Linked DNA regions of Mus musculus: region 2 is linked to region 1. A link is a contact called in public Hi-C data. All regions are on one chromosome and are shown on one strand. Each heading gives the region's core, a stretch centred on a gene start, on an enhancer-like site or on the middle of the called end of the contact. The rest is flanking DNA. Distances are from core to core; before and after follow the strand shown.

The links. Hi-C and Micro-C count contacts between places; a contact is called where the count stands out from the background.
Region 2: a Hi-C map of epidermal suprabasal cells shows a contact between it and region 1, with 2.0 times the contacts expected there. The contact joins the enhancer-like site here to the promoter of Ptprz1 in region 1. A contact is called at or near these places in 2 of 39 promoter capture datasets (epiblast stem cells and hippocampal neurons), 6 of 484 Hi-C or Micro-C datasets (cortical neurons, epidermal suprabasal cells, neural stem cells and 1 more), 3 of 115 datasets of contacts at active chromatin or transcription factors (embryonic forebrain, embryonic stem cells and neural progenitor cells) and 2 of 9 other capture datasets (adipose tissue and pancreatic islet).

What each region holds. Positions count from the first base shown.
Region 1 is chr6:22,874,070-22,880,101 of GRCm38.p6, reverse strand. It overlaps Ptprz1 (protein tyrosine phosphatase, receptor type Z, polypeptide 1), which reads right to left and starts at 4,600. Exons shown (of 30, transcript NM_001081306.1): 1 at 4,218-4,600. The coding sequence starts at 4,275.
Region 2 is chr6:22,975,948-22,982,118 of GRCm38.p6, reverse strand. All of the region lies in intron 8 of Ptprz1 (protein tyrosine phosphatase, receptor type Z, polypeptide 1), which reads right to left. Gm30493 (a long non-coding RNA gene) reads left to right here. Exons shown (of 3, transcript XR_377374.4): 3 at 2,175-6,171. Among named protein-coding and RNA genes, the nearest start is that of Gm30493, 6.7 kb to the left of the region's middle. Within about 2 kb of position 3,603, at least 1 of the 459 cell types and tissues checked has an H3K27ac peak or open chromatin away from gene starts, as enhancers often do. A contact at or near this core is called in epidermal suprabasal cells, where this site is marked.

The DNA.
Region 1 (6,032 bases), core at 3,351-5,850:
TTGAGACAGTTTTGTTTCACTTTGTAGAAAAAGCTGCTGTACTGGAGCTCACTACCTCACCCAAGTTGCTCTTGAACTCACAGCAGCCCTCCAGCCTCAGCCTAACAGGTGCTGGGCTTCATGCATGGCTTACAAATGAGATTTAGAGATCTTCGGGATGGGATTGAATCAGAACAGGTGGGTTGGGGTTACAAGTGTCAGGACTCTGTGCTTAGCACTGCTGATTTCTTAGTATGCAGCCAACAACAGTAAAGGAAGAAAGACAGTAGTATGGAGGGGCTGCCTTCATTGCATGATCTATGGATTTGTCACTATTTTCAAGACTGCATTGAGACAATTGTTATTGTTACCTAAAAATGATAGACTGTGCTTAAATTTTTAAAAAGGAAATAAAGGCTATATGGGAACATTTAAGAAAAGCCTCCGAGTGCATTTGCAAGAAAGCAAACAGGACTGAAATTCTGCATTTCATCCTGGGATGTGTGCCTGCACATTCTCAATAGGAAAAGCTGTCCTCCGGAAGGAGCACAGAAAGGGTCACCAAGGTGTGCCTCTTAGAAGGCAGAGAAGGGACATCAGGAATCCAAGATCATCCTTGGCTAAATAGAGCTTTGAAGGCCTTCCTGCTACCTAAGACCCTGTCTAAAACAAACCAGCCAACCAAACAAACAAAGAAAAATGCAAACAAAAAAGGACAAAAGATAAACCACAGAAAATAAAGTCTCCAACTTGGAAGAGACAGAGGCCAGCTAGGCTGTGTGATGCCAAAGAGTCATGTGACATTTGTGTGCCTGTTTCTTCAACTTCAGATGCGGGGTGGGCGTGGGGGACAAAAAATGGGAAGATGGATGCTACTATCATGGGGGTGGCATTAAGTGGATGCTGGAGCTGTTGGCGAGTGGGTCTAGAGCACCCAATTTATGTCCACAAAGCCTTTCCCTAATGTGCTGTAGGCTTGGCTGACAGAGCCATTTTACAAAGTAAAAAAAGGTTAGCAAACAAGCACTCAAATTGAGCACCCAAGACAGATCCACTGAGAGCTTCCTGAAGTTTCAGGAGGAAGCAGCTTGTGCTTCCAGAAAAAAAAGAAAAAAAAATTTTTTTACCAGAAACAAAATTGTCACAACATACAATTTTAAGCAAGATCCTTTCTAGTATAGATGTGCAAGTAGAAATGAACTTATAGATGAAGTGATCTCTCCTGCAAACGTCCCTTTTGAGAATAGCCTTGCTGTGCAGAGAGACAGAGATCCCACCCGCAGAAATGCATTCTCATGCTAGCCAAACGTAACAAATTTCCTGAATGGGGACTAGTTATTATTTGGAGGAAGCAGGAGTGTTTTGTGTTCGCTGTATAATTTGCTATAGAGGACAAACTGAGAGTCAGAACTGAACAAGACTCCTGGAATCACACCCAGAGTGACTGAAGTCATAATTACTACAGGGGCTGTAGGGGTATTCTATTTTTTTAACATAGCCCCCACAGCAGTAGACCTGACTAGGAAGTTTAGAATCAGGTTCATTACCTATCTAACAAGAGTGTGTACTTTGAAGTAGCTCTGCAACTTGCTTGCTTCTAGATCCTGAGGTCTCATGAATGAAAAGAAGTGATTGTTAACAGTCCTTCAAACCCCTTGGTTTTCTCCATAACACACAGTCTTACCTTCTTATGGGAAAGTCAATGGTTTGTCTGCCTGGTTTAAACCATTGGGACACCTAGGACACAAAACGTGGTACTACCCTGATCACAGAGGGGTTCTTCACTGTAAGCAATGAGTACCTTGGTGAATTGAACATTCCTGGATAATGGTACGTCTGGTGGTCTAATTATGTCAGAATTGCTACCTACACCACATCTCAGTCTGTCCTCAGACCTTTTGTTGAGCACATTTTATGGGTGGCATGGTACCTAGATGGCTCCAAAGGCACTGAAGATGAGAAATAAATACATCCATAAACACTGATGTATAGATGGTGGCGGCATTAAAGAGGAGGCTGAATTTTTCATTCATAGATAATATGCCTCAGTTTTCTACAATATGCTACACCAAGGGCAATATATCCATGTGATTTGCCTGTGTTCCCAGGACAACTTATTTATAGCAATGTAAAAGCCTGGTTTAAAATGGTGAAGGATAACATAGGCATCTCGTAGTAGTAGTAGTAGTAGTAGTAGTAGTAGTAGTAGTAGTAGTAATAGTAGTAGGGCAGGGAGAGAGAGAGAGAGAAAGAGAAAGAGAGAGAACCCATATTTCATTTCTAATAGGCAGTCTTAGATTTAATGCTATTGTATAAGCTTGTAACAGTCTTAAACAGTGCATTCAGTTCTTTCCCCTTGCATTATATATCTTCAAAGGCATGTGTCCAATCAGCTAAAATGTATGCAACCCTAAGCAGGCTACAAATAATGCCTTACTATGGGAAAATAAAACAACAACAACAACAAAAAAATCAACTTTGGGAATGTGTGATTTGCATATAATGGGATCTGGCTAGTCATAAAAAGTGATGAGGTTGGATACATGCTAAGACATGAGTTCACCTTGAAAACATTCTGCTAAGAGAATGAAGCCAGACCCAAAAAAAAAAAAAAATTGCTGCATGTTTCATGATTCTGTTCAGACAAAATGTCCAGAGCAGGCCGATCAATAGACACAGAGGTTGAGCAGGAAACCTTAGTTAGTGATCAAGGAGGGCTGATGCCATGCTCTGGGATCAGATGTCAGTGATAGCAGACAACTCTGTGAATATAGTAAACACCACTGAACATTGTGCTTCAAACAGATACATTGTGTGGCAACTAATGTTTCTCCTCAATTAAAACCAGTCCTAATGTAGTCTTGGGCTTGTGTTTTGCTGAAGTGCAGAGTAATACTGTAATTTGCTTCCCTAATGCTGTAAGATCTCCTTAAACAATAATTTAAGTATCAAGAGGACCTGGCTTTGTTGCTAAAATGTCTGTGGCTGGAATGTGGAAATGTCAATTCAACAGGTATGGATTGGAAGAACATTTCTAAAGAACCAGAGTCCTTGGGATTCAACAACCAACTTCAAGCCTGCCCTGTCAGGGAAGGTCAGGGGATCTGTCAGCTGAGTGGCTGCCTACAAGGCATTGGCCAAGACGGCTCTGAATACTTTCACCAAGCCTTGGGGATTGAGGTTAGGTGAATACTCAGAGTGGATTACAGGCAGTCATCACCATAGTGACCTACACAAGTCTCATCAGTCAGAACTAGAAATGACTTCTGTTCGCGAAGGTGCTAAGAGGAGCACTCTCCATCGGATTGGAAGTGCATGTTTAATATATCCTTTATTATAAACGAAATTTAAAAGTGGGGCTATAGGACTGATGGGAGCTAAACAGTTATACTCACAAATCGAGGTACACATTCTAATTTTTAGGTCAATGTCTTCCAACAGGCATTTGAAAGGGGCTTTTAGTAGTTAAAATAAGGAAACAAAACAACAAACAAAACAAAAGACAGGTTTTACTTTTTGTTTTCTTTTTAGAAACCTAAGTCTGCACCCTCATTCCCAGTAAATATTCACACCGTTGACTGCAGAGAGTAATATCCACTTAACACTTGTAAGGTTCGGACGCCTGCGAAGGTGCTGTGTCCCTGTTCGCCCATCACCTGCAGCTCTTCTCTCTGGAAGCTGGGGGCAGAATGCTCATAGAGATTTGACTGGAACTTTTTTGTAAGTGACTGCCTGGACTTGAACGTGACTAAATTGAAAGTACTAGAAAAGTCAGGTCGATGCTTGTTCAGCTCAGTGCCTTTCAGGTGCGTGTGCGTAATTCAAGACAGACACGTGTGCCTTCCGTTCAAGTCCACAGTACTACAGTGGCAACATAGAAAGGAACGTTTAGGTCGCAGCCCCTCGCCACTGCTGTAGTGTATTTCTAGTCACCGACTCATTCTCTTATGTAGGTCTACAAGGCTATTTCCACTTTTTGCAATATGGAGAGCACGCATGCGAGGGGACCCTGACAGGCGGCGACCTCCTGTGTCTAGGTGTCCTGACCAAAGGAGTCTCAGTAGAGGGACCCAGCAGGTGGTAGTTGAGGGGATGAGGGCGCAGCCGGTGCAAGTGACATCGAAAGGTTCGGGATAACTCTTCTTGGGGTGCTACCCAATGTTCTGAAATCCCCCACCCAAGCTGCGTCCCAGAGACTGAGCCCCGCGCGGGTGCCCCGCCGAGGTCCTATCACTTACCCAGGCGACACAGGCACAGGAGCTGAACGCACGCGAGGAAGCTCTGCAGGATTCGCATCTCCAGCCCGGTCCGCGGCCCCTCGCCAGCCGCAGGGGTACAGCTTAGGGTACAGAGGGTGGGGACACCGAGGCAGGGGACGCCGGTGACTGGCCAGGGTCTAGGTGAACGAGTGATAGAGAGAGAGAGAGAGAGAGAGAGAGAGAGAGAGAGAGAGAGAGAGAGAGGAAGAGAAGAGAGAAGAAGAGAATACAAGGCTAGGCGGCGCGTGGGTGCGGGGACCGAGCCTGGACCAAGCGCCTGGCTTCAGGCGGGACGCTGTCCCCTGCCTGAGCGGGCTGCAGCGGCCAGGATCTGAGCGCTCGCAGCGCAGCGGCGCGGAATTGCGGGGACGCGCTCCGGGCTGGGCACGCGCAGTGCGCGGGGGCGGGGGAGCAGGAGCGCAGGCGGGGGCCGGGGTCGCGCAGCAGCAGAAAGAGGGGCGTGGCGGGGCCCAGCCTGTCCCAGCCCCGCGCCCCTCCCCCGCCCAGGGCTGGAGGTGGAACCCGCTGGGGCTTAGAATCTTCGCGGTGAAAAAGGTCTCTTCATTAAGGCTCCTTCACCCACTAGGAAGACACAAGAGGAGGCTGGGTCCCCATTGTCCCGCACAGCTTGGGGCCGACCTTTTGACTTCACCCCTGGGAAAGTCTTTTTTCTTTGTTTATTGTCGTCTCTGCAGTTACCAAGATGGTCCTATCCGGAAGGGTTGAAGGGGGCCTGGGTAAACTGAGCTCTCCCCGCCCCCCTTTCCATTTTCTTAGTGAGTAAAGTAGTTCCAGCTCCCATTACCATTAGGGTAGTTAAGTCCAATCATTTGCAGCACTACTGTGACCATTTGGTCCTGGCTGACCCTTCATTAGACCCCAATCATTCTGTCCTGCTCTGCGCGGCTGTGGGGAACTGTCAACACTGCCCTGGTCCTGCTGGATGGAACTCCCCAAGTGTCTCTTTGCACAGGGTCCTCCTGTAGAAAGATTTTTTTTTTTAATTGCTAGATTGAAGGGTACACAAAAGAAATATAATACACACCCTGTGCTTCCTCGGAGCTGAGCATGTCGTTCTTTCCTTAGGAGCCTGTTTCTATGGAGGTGTTTGTTTGCTGTGTAGGAGCGTGAGTGCTATAACCTGAACTCCTGACTTGGGGGGCGGGGTAGGGAGTTGAATAGGTATTCCTGAAATGTTTGTTGAATTATGTTGAGGTCCACATGAAACAAGTTAACTGGTGGTGATGTCAGTCAATAGCCTAAATACATCGACCTAAATATTTGTGAGATTTTCATATACACGATGGGGTTTAGTTATTTTACATTTTACACTGATAAGAGACTCTATTCAGAGCCTTTTGGGAGTCACATTCAAAGGCAGAGAAAACCAAGTTCCGGAACTATCCCTGGTACCGTTTGATGTAGGGATCTGTACAGCATGTACTCTTGTGTTCTGTTATTGTCTCAAAGCCAGTGCTGTAGCTTTATAAAATACAAAGGATGCTTAATGCATACAAATTGGAATTCCAAGTCTGTTTCAGCTGTGACTACCCGTTCTCACAGAATTCCCACCGCCTCTGAACACTGGGGTCAATGGACAGAGCTAATGATGCAGCTTGCTATCGATTCGTGGATGGTGAATGCATGTCGTCAGGAAAGGACGGGTCTTGAAGCTAGAGTGTTTGTTTAGGAACACATATCGGTATAAGAAGTTGACCCTTACCCTATTCTTCTCACTCCTTGAAATAGAAATGCCTCGAGGATTATAATAGAGATTGAGAGTTTCCATAAGGC
Region 2 (6,171 bases), core at 2,354-4,853, 100 kb before region 1:
CTTACAGCACAAGCCATTGGTGTTCTGTTCAGGAATTTTTCCCCTGTGCCAATATCTTCGAGGCTCTTTCCCACTTTCTCCTCTATAAGTTTCAGTGTCTCTGGTTTTATGTGGAGTTCCTTGGTCCACTTAGAGTTGAGCTTTGTTCAAGGAGATAAGAATGGATCAATCTTGTCAAGCTTCTCTGGCTTGTCCGTGTCTGTCTGATCTTACCAGTGAGAAATAGGAGATGGTTCAGATGGTAACCATCTGGGTCAATATGAAGTGAGACTTTTCAAAGGAAGTTATATTTCTTTGATATTAGGTTTTAGTTATTTCAATACTTTGGGCTTATGTATTCCTCTTTTATTTCTTCATTTGTCTTTCTCGACTATTGGCAGATCATTACCTTCCTAACCACTCAATGTCATGTTTTCTATCTCTTAAAATTCAGAAGCCCTGTTTGTGTTGGCTGACTACTCCTGAGCATGGGACCTGTCCTGGGAGTAGTTACCATGTACAGTGCCACTCAACTGAAGGAAACTGACATTATCTCTCCTAGTAGTTTTCTGTTGGCAATAAATACTTGGCTAGAAGTGGAATTTATGCTCATTTCTACTTCTTTGTACTGGGATTTTGACCGGCTTGAGCTTGAGAAGGTCTTGTGTGCACTGACACAGTCTTTGTGGGCTCTTAAGTGCACCTTCTCAGCTGTGGCTGGAAGACACTGTTTCCTTACATCTTCAACTCTCAGAATCTTTCCTCTTCCTTCTCTGTATAGATCTTTGAGCCTCAAGCAGGCAATGTGGCAGAGACATCCTATTGAAAGCTAGGCATCCCAATGTCTCTTGAGCTCTACATTTTGGTCACTTGTAAATTTCTGTGTTAGTTATTCTACACCGCAAAGAAAATCTCCAGTCCAGGTTGAGTCATTCACTGGTCTATGCATATGAGGATGTGTCATTACGAGTTGTGTTATTGCTATATTCACTTAGCCGAATGATGCAAGTAGACTTTTCCCTAGGGCCCATGGCTTATCTGGCTATAGGTTCTTGGTCTTGTTGACAGTGTAGGATATGGATGCGTTCCATCTTGTGGAGTGGGACTTAAACCCAGTTTTTAAAAAGTGGTTGGTTACACCCGTAACGTTTGTGCCACTATTGCACCAGCGGGCATATCTTGCAGGTGTGTCTTTGTTGCAGCTCTCAGGATTCAGAGCTGGGTGAGAATGATGGTTACTCTTCTCCTTTGGTGCCTTCAGGCAGTATGAATGTGATCCAGAAGGCTGAAGCTTCCAGTTGAGCACCAGCTAGATCTCTCCATATTCTATCACATAAGCACACGGTGTCTTCAGCAATAGGATCTTACTGTTAAATTTTGGAGTGTAATTGATAGTAATGGCAATTGTCCATAAAGCTTAGAAATCCTATCAGATCCTCAACTTAGAATCATGGAACAACTCAAAATGATTAAATTCATTCTTAATTCTTGGGTCTTTTTCTTGGTAGCATACAATGTTTAATTGGAGTATTATCACTCCCTTATAATATGGTTTCTTAATTTAAACTCATTTAAAATATGTATCTATTTTAGGAGGTTTCTATAGTAATATGCTTCCATAAGGCTTTTTAAAAATAAAAATGCTTCCCTTCCATGGAAAGTTTCCCCTTGGCTTGTGAACTCAATTCTATGTGTTGTGAAACACATATATATTGAGCTTTAGTATAATAAGAACATTAAAAATATCCATTTTATTAATTGATAAGCAATAATTTAGTAATATAAACCCCTAGCTAACCTATTATTTTTATTTTAGTTTACATGACTATCCAGTGCATGAGCCTCTGTGTGGAGTCGTACACACTGCATGAAGGCAATGGCGCAGTCTAGAAAAGAGTGTGGACGCTCTCTAGCTGGAATTATAGGTGGCTATGAGCAGACCTGCATTGGTGCTAGGAACTGAACCCAGGGCCTCTGTAAGCCTATTAGGCAGTCTTAGCAGTGGGTTCTTGTAACCACTGAATAATTTCTCCAGAATTTGGGTAATTATTTTTTATTAGAAATATATAAACTCTAATCAGCCAATTATCTGGTCTGAAAATCTAGAATTCCTTTTTGGATCACTATGTATTTAGATATTAAATACATGCTAACACAAATTTAAACAGTAACAGAATTATAATTTCCTTGTATAGGTCTCATCAACTTTACTGGAAGCAAATGGTGCCTTTCATTTCATTTACACAAGTTATGCTCAAACTGGATCACAGCTACACATTCTTTCAGCAACAATGCCTGAAACGGGGGACCTGGTTCCCGAAGAACATATAGAGTTCTAGAAAGTGCTTAAGTATCATTCATAGGCAAAGAATCCGACCTGCCAGATCAGCTTTATCAGGGACCCATATCTGTTCTAGATTAAAACCAGTTCCAACCCTCCACTCAAGTTGGTTCTGGTTACTACTGGTATGTAGGTGCCGCTGTTGTTCCTGCTCCTTGGAAACTCATCCCTGTCGTCAATTTCTAAGATGGACATTCAGAAAGCTTCATGTGTCTTCAGTTAGTAAATTCTAGACTTCGTTCATAGAGAAATAGACAATAAACCAGAATCAAATAAACAACTGTTACTTGGACCATATGGGACTCATCAAAAGCCACGTGTATCCACTTAAAGTTGTAGAGTGTCATGTTTAGCTTTCATAAAGGTTGGTGGTTAATTAGTTATTACATTGTGTGGAAGAACATGTACTACATCAAGAAAAAAAAAGACAAAATTACCAATCAACATTCTGAGTATCTGAAGACAAAAGGAAAAGGCAGGGAACGAAAAGATGGCAGAAAAGACATGGAGGAGAAAGACAAGTGAATTTTCGGTCATCACAAATCTCTCTGTTAACCAAGTTGATGTAGAATGCACAGCCAGGTTTGTGTTCCCTTTGGCCTTCCTTGTTCTGGGGTGTGTCCTGAAATACATAAAGCTTGCCAGGAGGGAGGGAACATATTCTGAGTTGCATTAACTAGGGCTAAAAATGTGGAAAGGTAAGAAAGTGCTGGGTAGGTGTGCCTAGGGGAGTGTCATTCCATCATTTGCTGACTGTGCATGTACATATACGGTCATGCTCTTCTCTAGGGATTGAGAACAACATTATCAGCAGTTTAATTTTGTAGTGCACGATTGTCTAAGAAGTAAATGATCTTTTTTTTCTTTCCTGATTATAATTAGAGCTAGCGCTATCTAGGTGTGATGCTAACAAACACTATTTACAACTACCGACTTCCCAGAAAGTAGGCTTGCTAATGTAAAATTAATAATGGCATTTCCAAGGAAATGGTAGAAAATATCTTGTAGTTCACTGCCTTATGCTACGTGGTTCAGATACATTATGCTCCAAAGATACTCCCAACATGCTCACTATCTTGAAAAGCACACTATATTCTACTGCTTTAAAATTTTTATATTACATTTATTACAGTGCTAGCTAACACTTGGAGTACATTCCATAACTCTATAACAAATTATATTAAATGCTCATCATGCAAATTTTACAGAGTTCTATTTCTTCACCATGATTTCTTGTTTCTTCATGCATGTGACACGTGACAATGACATCAGTCACTGAGTGTGCAGCTCACTCATCTAAGGCGTGGTAGTACATTGCAAATTTTAGCTCAGTTTGAGTCTCATGAGAGTCTCATTACAGACCAAATGTAATTCTCATTTTATAGATGAAGATATGGTGGTTTATAACATCAATAATTCTATGATTTTCATATAATAAAGTACTGGTGCTGAGTTTGGAAGTAAATGCTCTCTGGTGTCTGAAGCTCAGATTGTGTTTTCTCCATGCTCTCAATGAACCCTGCTCTTCAATGAGAGAGTGCACTCACTGATAAGTGGATATTAGCCCGGAAACTTAGAATACCCAAGATACAATTTGCAAAACACATGAAGCTCAAGAAGAAGGAAGACCAAAGTGTGGATACTTTGATCCTTCTTAGAATGGGGAACAAATTACCCATGGAAGAAGTTACAAAGTTTGGAGCTGAGATGAAAGGAAGGACCATCCAGAGATTGCCCAACCTGGGGATCCATACCATAATCAGCCACCAAACACAGACACTATTGCATATGCCAGCAAGATTTTGCTGACATGACCCTGATATAGCTGTCTCTTGTGAGGCTATGCAAGTGCCTGGCAAATACAGAAGTGGATGCTCACAGTCAGCTATTGGATGGAGCACAGGGCCCCCCAGTGGAGGAGCTAGAGAAAGTAGGTACCTAAGGAGCTGAAGGGGTCTGTAACCCTATAGGAGGAACAACAATATGAACTAACCATTACCCCCCTGAACTCATGTCTCTAGTTGCATATGTAGCAGAAGTTGGCCTACTCGGCCATCAATGAGAGGAGTGGCCCTTGGTCTTGCAAAGATTATATGCCCCAGTACAGGGTGATGCCAGGGCCAGGAAGTGGGAGTGGGTAGGTTGGGGAGCATGGTGGGAGGAGGGTATAGGGGACTTTTGGGATAGCATTTGAAATGTAAATGAAGAAAATATCTAATAAAAATTGTTAAAAAAATAAAAAAAAAGAACAAGAAAGCATATGGTACTTGAGGGGCTGGGAATAAATGTGAACTTCTACTCTATACAGGTTTGAATTGTTGTCTGTAGTACTTATTGTTTAGAAGGCAGCCTCTACTAAAGCCTTCCCAATCAGATGGCTCTACTAAATCCAAGGATTCTTAGAATCTACCATGTCCACTTTATGATGCCTAGATGACGTGCCTTTCTAAGGAATGGCTTCCTTACATCAAAGCAGAAATGCAGAGCAGTGACGTTCTGATGAAGGGAATTCTCAAAGGCTGCTGTAAGTGTAAAGATGAATATGGTCTTGGCTTTCATCTCAGAGTGCACTTGGAAACAGGGAGTCACATGCTTTGTGCCATGATTTGGTATGTATGGTGAAAATACATGTATCTACAATGTATTTATTAAGAGCAAGGGTCTGACAATTTTTATCATACTTTTTACTTCTGCTGTAACCAAAATGACAATGTTAGATATTTATGAAGGTAGAAAGTGAAAATATACCCTGAATGTTCAAGGGTGAGAAAAATATTTTATAAATTTTCACAAAATAGTGGAATACTATGTGACAGTTAAAATACTTTCTTAGAGATTCATTTAATATTACTATGTAACATACTTACCATTGCAAGATGAAATATGTCTTTAATTGGAGTGAAAAGTCTAAAAGCACATTGAGTTTTCAGTGGACAATTTTGAATCATAACACTTAAAAATTTTTTAGTGTCTTTTGTGAGCCTACTCAGATTTTCTACTTTAACAATAGCACACACAAAATGCCTTATTTTCAGATTAAATTTGATAACAATCAAAACCTGGATTCTACCCTCAATTGTTGACTAATTCAGCTTCAAAAAGAAGGGCGATGGTCTATTCATTACCAAGAGAACTGTCAGAGGGATGTGCTCAGCAAATGAAATAATAATAAATGCTTGCTGAAATGCAAACCACTGTGGTAGAAAAAAAATTGTCCCAGAACATAAATAAATGCTCCCATTCTAAAGATTCCCAAGTCTCCCTTCTCAGCTGCAGATAGCACGCAGCTCACCTTTTCTTTTACAAGTTCAGCAAAAGTAAAATATTATACAATGGGAATCTGTAAGATTCCTATATAATCATGCTAAGTATACACTGTTGTCAAATATAATAATCGTTGTAACTGCACAGTGACATAGTTCAAGTGAGGGAGTGAACAGATTCTCTGTGTCTTCTTCTCAGACACCGAGGAAATGACTTCTTAACTTTAGTATGACACAGATACTGTTTTTAAAATTAAAATCTTTTTTTTGAAACTGTCTTTTATCATGATTCTGGACTGTATGTTATGCATTCTTTTGAAGACTTTGAGCACATAAAAATTTTCCCAAGTATATTAAATGAAGAAAACCTGGCTTTGCCTTGTCTGGAAATCTAAATCTACTCAACCCTGCTGTGCCTGCTGCCAATTAACACATGTTCCTTGCCACCCCAAAAGCTAAGGAACCAGTGAACCTCAACCTATTCTTTAATTCTCTCTTTTTTCCTCACTTACCAAAAGAGAAGAAGGCTTCACCTACAGGACAGTAACTTCCATGTCAGTGAGCCGTGAAAGGTGAAAATCTACCAAG